Linked DNA regions of Drosophila melanogaster: region 2 is linked to region 1. A link is a contact called in public targeted proximity ligation data. All regions are on one chromosome and are shown on one strand. The core of a region is the stretch at or near the end of the contact, and the rest is flanking DNA. Distances in the headings are between cores, read along the strand shown.

The links.
Region 2: a contact with region 1 is called in a targeted proximity ligation map of the Kc167 cell line, with 6 times the contacts expected there. A contact is called at or near these places in 52 of 107 Hi-C or Micro-C datasets (the Clone 8 cell line, the D17-c3 cell line, the Kc167 cell line and 19 more) and 6 of 7 datasets of targeted methods (the Kc167 cell line and the S2 cell line).

What each region holds. Positions count from the first base shown.
Region 1 is chr3R:9,338,706-9,342,090 of dm6, forward strand. It overlaps drn (doctor no), which reads left to right and starts at 1,949. Exons shown (of 5, transcript NM_001275480.2): 1 at 1,949-2,064. It overlaps lncRNA:CR43301 (long non-coding RNA:CR43301), which reads right to left and starts at 1,287. Exons shown (of 1, transcript NR_048352.1): 1 at 1-1,287.
Region 2 is chr3R:9,393,102-9,396,498 of dm6, forward strand. It overlaps FER (FER tyrosine kinase), which reads right to left and starts at 1,445. Exons shown (of 13, transcript NM_169274.2): 1 at 1,140-1,445. It also overlaps asRNA:CR46145.

The sequences.
Region 1 (3,385 bases), core at 699-3,198:
GATCATGTTTATACGTTACCATATACGAAAGTTAGTATGCTCCAACTGAAAGTTATCTTATAGAAAATATAAATATTTTGGAGTACAGAAACTATACAATAAAATATGAAATCCTATCAGCTCCAATACTTTGTAACAATATTAATTTAAGATACCCTATCTCGCAAACGCAGTTAAGTAATTGCCCGATTCGCAATCACTCACACAGCTGTTGATCGCGAGGAACTGTAAGTGCACCTGTCTCTCTCACCAGCAGGTTGAATGCACCACAGCGAAATGGTATAAGCGAATGCGAGAAAGAGAGGTAGCTACAGGGGGCGATAGTGTGCCAAAAATACACCAAGCTTGTCTGCTCCCTCATTCTATGGTTGTCCTTTTAGCCCTCTTTCTCTGCTCCTTCTCCTTTTCGACTGCACAATGCACTTCTTTTTCTTCTTCCGCAACCTTGTGCGTGTGCCCACATGTTTACATAAAGTGCAACTGTGTGCACGAAAAACGTTTCACCCTCTATTTGTAGCTCCAATTGTATCAGCATAATTATAGACACTGTGACAAATAAGTAATATGTTTTACCAAAAATTGCTAAAATTAAAGGTAAATGAAGAGTTATGTAGATAGTTGCTTCTTTTTATTAAGCAATAAAAAGGGAATTATTATGTACGTTTATATACTGCAAGTCTCGCTAAATTCTGCTACAATGTACATACATACATACAAATCTATACAAATCTATTACCCAAATCAGAGCATTTAAATAGATAAGCGCAGAGAATTTCGTATGGATTGGAGGTCTAAACGAATTTCTGTATTGCTCGTGGAGGGCAGACAGTGAACATTTGTAAGGCGCACCTTGTTATCAATCACCTTTTTTACGCATTGTTTGAGGCCCCTTTGTATCTCCGCCTCGTCTTGGTTTCTCTTACAACTGCGTCGTTTTAACTTCATGGGGCAAGCTACGGGGTATACGTATAAATACATACACATGTATGTATGTGTATGTACATACTCTATAAGGTTTGTGGCTAATACGTGATGGTAAACAAACTGCAATGCAATGGCCAAATGCGTTTCGGATTCACCACGACTGTTAGACACCCCCAACTCTGTTATCTCCGCCTGCAGGGCAATATTTTCGTTTTCCACCTCACGCGCGGTTGTTATTGCTGAAAACAGGAAATAATTTTCGTTTTCTATAGAAAACACTGCTGGCAGCCGTCGCTGTTGCGTGTCTGATATTTTATTTTTAACGCTCAGCGACTTTATACTACGTAGTATTTAGTATCGCTCGCTTTTAAGTTTGCCTTTGTACGTCTCGCATAATTTTGGAGCTTTTCTGCTTGCAACCTTGCCTTTAAGTTTACAAAGTTCGTTAGCACTAGCGTATTTTTACTGTCTGTTCATTTAAATTGTTATTATTTTTGGTTGGTTTTTTTTCTTTATTGCTTTTTATTTTGGCTTGTTTGTCATCACAACAAGGCTAGTGCAGAACCAATTTCGTAGGCAGGTGCGACCTTTGATAGCTGAAATATTTGTCGAGAAACTTTACAAACTGGTATCTATCTACGGATCGTAAGTGATATTTTATATTATTTATATGAACACGATCTCATTGGAGCCTATGACCTCTAATTAAGCGAATTCTTAGCCCCACTCTGACTTTTTAATTTGCTTTTGATTTTACATTTGCTTTGCGAGTGATCGCAACAAAATAACATTTCGATGTGAAAGCGTGGTCGGATTGACGATACCCTCTAATATATATTTAATAAATGTATGCATGAATTTATTGAAAATAATATTTCCTAAATTGTATTTAACATTCTAAGTATTATTTATTAGATATATACAAAATAGACAAAAAGAATGTAATGAGCAAAAACTGGGCAATCATATTTTCAGTGCTGTATAATTTTTATTAGCACTGCATTTCAGAGCTAATCAACACTAAGCTTTTGTGCTTCATTCCATTCTCAGTAAGGACAAAACACGAAATTAGACTACAAATGTTCTGAAACATCAGTAATGAAATTGGACAAAGTGCACCTCAAAACGGACATTCTCTTGGTAAGGGTGATTTGGAAAACCAAATTTCAGGCCTGTTAAACTGCGGCAAATACTCACCACGGCCAGCCAACAGCCATTTCACAATATGGCACTGTTATCAAAAAGATTACTATTGGGGAAGACAAAGCAATCGCCATACGCTAGGCGATTTCTACATTAATACTTTTGTTTCCCGTTCGGTGAACGCATAGAAATTGATATTAAAATTATTTTTTTTAAAAAGTGCGCAGTTTGCATTGATGACGCAGCAGCGCAGTTTCGCTCTCTGCGGCTGTTAACACGCTGTAGCTCTCTTTGGGCTGGCGAACAATATGGCGTCGTCGAAATTATGTCGTCGCCCAATTTAAAGTCATACGAAAAACCATAAAGATTATTAAAAGCGCGTTTGAAGGTTTCTTGAAACGCCCAGTAAGCGGAAATAGTTTTGGTTTGTTGGCAGGGACTCGATATAAATTTGACTCTCTATCGTTGCATTGGTCTTTTGTCTCTTGTCTCCCTCTGTTCCCCTTCCACAATCTTATTGTGTGTGCACTTTGCACTGTTGGGCTAACATAGCGTGGTGTTTTTCGTTGGAAATACGCATTTTCGACCATCTTTGCTCGGTTCACATTTAATTTATTTCCTACATGGCTTCTCTCCGTTGACTGGCGATTTCTTTTTAGCCTGTCATCCTTCATTCCCCTTTCCTAACCACTTTCTCACCACACCAGCAATCAACGCTCTTTTTGCGTTAACAGCGCTCGTTTGGGCTAGAGATGAGACCATGAGTTTATGTTACGTCGTGTCACGATAAGAATTTTATTTTACATACATTTCGGTCCAATTTGCGTTTGATTTTATTGTCAAGAGGAGAAAATACAAATTGAAAATAATTTTAAACAAACATTGTATTCGATTTTATATAAATAAGTGTTTCTTTTATAGCTAATGTATTGAAAATAATAATCATTTCGATCATTTCAATCCTACATACTCCTGGTATTGTTAACTGCTTTCAACCGGAGAAGTTGAGTGACAGACTCACGCTCTCATCACCAAATTGCCACCAACAGAGCTCTGTTAGCTCGCCAGTCGCAGTCATCAAGCGTTGCGAGGTCCGCTCATTTCTGTTAGAGTGCTTGGAGACTTCACTTCGCGTTTGGAGGATCAGATCCACGTTGGTTTTTGGCTTCAATTACCCACAACTGTCATCGTCAGCCCAGTCAGCGCCTTGCTAACTAAACTAGATAATAAAGTAATCACTTTTCCGCGCTCCCCTCCCTCTCTCTCGGTCGTGTTAGTGCGCTCCGCGATTAATAAGAAACGAGTTAAAAAGGAAAGC
Region 2 (3,397 bases), core at 195-2,694, 54 kb after region 1:
GGGAGAGCGGAATGCTGGAAATTCTACATGAAACACAGGAAAAAACACAGCGAACATGTGGCAAACACTTGTTGCATGACAATTTGGTTATTCGCTGGCGTTGCTTCTTTATCGCCTCACTAAAAATTAATTATTTATGTCACACGAGCACTTTTGTTTTTCTTTTTACAAAAAATAAACTTTCACATGCGTTGACATTTCTTTGGTGTTTTTTTTTTTGGCACTTTTTACTTTTGCATATGTCACGACATTTGCTAATTACACACGATCTCGTCCCGGCGTTTGATTAACGACTTAATTCGAGTCACTGGCATATGCATTTTTATCCGCTAATTAACGCATTTTCCGCTCTCACCCATAACCGACACTTCCACATGAATGTATATATTTATTTTGTAGTGCTTTTGGTTTTTTTTTTGGTATTTTGAATGCAACAGTTGTCTTCACTTGAACTTTTCCCCAAGTATTTTCCAAAAGCAAAGCGAGCCAAGAGTTGCGTCGCAGTTGCTGCTGCTGCTGTGGTTGTTGTTTTGGTTTCAAAGAGAAAAACTTGTTTTTCCCGCTTGCTGGGCGAGCAAACAAAAATAAACATTGCCCCAAGGAAGAGGAATGAGGTAGGGGGAGGGGTAGGAGCCATGGGGCAGGGGCGAAGTCAATAAGGAAACACAAGCGACAGAAGGTGTGTGCGGCAAGAACGTGTATCTTAAAGATACACAAGGAAAAATAGCAGTTCGATATCTAATCGTATCAGTTGTCACTTGTAAATATTGTCACAGAATTGAAATTGCGTGTTGAATTTCGTATATTTACTCATTAATTTATAAACATTGATTTATACGATCGATCACATGCTATTTTTTCGCTGTGCATTTGCTGGATGCGCCAGAACAGCAACTTGATGCATTGTCTGTATGTGCGTGTGCAGTTTGCCAAGTCGAGTAAAAGATATAAACGGGTTAGACAGCCAGCAGCTAGGGGAGCATCCCCAGCCACCAGAACCAGAACAACAACAACAACAGTAACAACAGTAGCAGCGGCAGCAATAAGAAGATGCTTAACCGTTATATAAATTAAAAATGTAAATAACAATGTTTACAAGCGATCTACACTTCTTGCTATTTTAGGGGAACCACATTTACCGCAGAATTTCTTTGCCGTCGGATTTCACTTGCAAATCGCGTAACTAGAGCACAGTTCTTGGCACAAACATAATTGAATAAGGCTGGTTATCGTTTTGAAGGCTTTATCAGAACTTATTTTGGCACTTCGAGATGCGTGCACTTCACATGGCCACAGAACTCAAAAATCGCGAATGGAGCTCAGCGCCGAGTATCTCGAATTGGTTTGGCTCGGATTGGATCGAATCGAGTCCGGAAATCGGGGAATATTGAAAGCAGGCCCAAACACAGCGAACCGTTCGCCTCGAATGTTCAGCGGAAACTGAGCGCCGGCACTGAAAACACTCGAGATACTCGAAACACTCGGGCCGATGCGGCGAATGAGCAATGCGAGTGCGGCGAAAGAAACAGAGAGAGAGAGAGCACAGTGAGAAAAACCGGTTGCAGAACACCCAGCAAACATTTTCAAACAATAAAAGTCACCATAAGGCAGAAGAGGCTTAATAGTGGGTTTCACCAACGGGATTAGTTATGTTTGCTTACTTTTGCGTTCTGTCGTTCCCATTATTTATGGTATAAGTATATATTTCATATAAGAAAATTCTCCTTTAAGGCTGATATTTGTGTTTCTTTTTTTTTAGAAAAGAAGATCCACGAACATCCAAAAGAACATTTAAACTTATTTGTATCAAAACTATAGTACAGTACTGATTTTTAGGTGTTCCTATGAAATGTTTCATAACTATAACTTTTTGATGTCTTAGAATCTTAATTAGGAACACTTCGCTATCTTAAATATCAATAATTTTTGTCTTATAATTACAACCTTTCTATAAAATTGCAATCATTTCAAGCAAAAAAGGTCACTTTTTCTATACTCCTTCCTGTACATTTTTCCCCAACCCAGCCCATAATTGTTCGTTGGCAGATAGCAATGACTGCTGTAATCGGAGAATTACCAAATTTCCGCACTATTAATTACGCAGGTTCGGCTCTTTCGTGGGACAGCTGACAGGATCTAAGGACGAACACCCAACCAGTCAAACACCCACCCACTGTGAGTCGCTGTGGAAACGGAAGCAGCTGAGCTGTAACCAAAACAAAAGCTATGATAAATGTTATGCGTGGATCTACCCTTTGTTCGTCCTGGGCCAATCACCCCCGCAATTGGAAGCCATCGGTATCTCCATTTAATTTACACCCCCTTGCTTTCGTCGAACGTCAGTTTCAGGGATAAATGCGAAAATGCATTTGCGCATCAAAAGCAGGCGGGCCAATAAATTCATTAATAAATGGGAAAGTGAAAAGCGCAGCAACTCTGACGCTCCTGTCGCTTCACCGGCTCCTGGCTCTTTGTTGTCCTTGTGGTCAGAGATGAGTCCTGTTCTGCGCATAATGCAAACAGTGTTTGCCAAAGTTCTACACTGCGATGAGACTTACTTTTAAGAGTAGAATAAGAGGTACAATCCCTTTTTAAGACCAACGAAATATTTAAATAATTCCATATGCAATGATACTATTATAAACTCAAGAGACTTAATTAGTACTAATACAGATATATCCAGAAGGTATATCCTAGAAGGTACTTGGTAATGCTGAATATATATTATTATTGAATCTAGGAAAGAATAGTTATAGTTTTCTTTAAATCTAATTTTAAATATATTTTTTTGAGTGCCACCAATCCACTCTATAATCCACCACCACCGCCCCCACCTGCGGCTGAATAATGGATATTGAAATCGCATCGGCACTCGAAAGGGTGTGAGATATTGTACTTTATGCCGATTAATGCTACCATGCTGGAGGACAAAACCCCTGCCCATTGATTTGATTGCCGGGCAAATGGCGTGCCACCTTCGCCACCTCTCTTGGCCAGACCACTTTGCACCCAGCCATTCAGTGCGTCTCTTGGCCAGCCTGTTGCCCATTTCAGAGATGCCCTGCTTGCTCTTTTTGTTCCGCCAGCCAGGCAGCCAGTCATTCATCTCCCCGTTGTGTGTGTTTTCTTATGGGTTTTAGGGTGTTTGCCGTTGTCTATGCAACGGATCCGTGTCCCGGGTCCCGGATTGCTGTGTTTATTTTGGTTGGAGCCAGACGGCAAAAAGAAAAAAAAAGGGAAGATTTACAAAGGCGCCTCGGCCTCATAAAGTATTTAGTGAGACGGCGATAGCGACACCAGGCACCTTCCGGTGTCCTGGTGACTGCACAGGATTTAATTCCTTTATTTACTCGTCGTAGTTTCCCTAGTACAAGTCGAATACCGAGCACTGCTATAA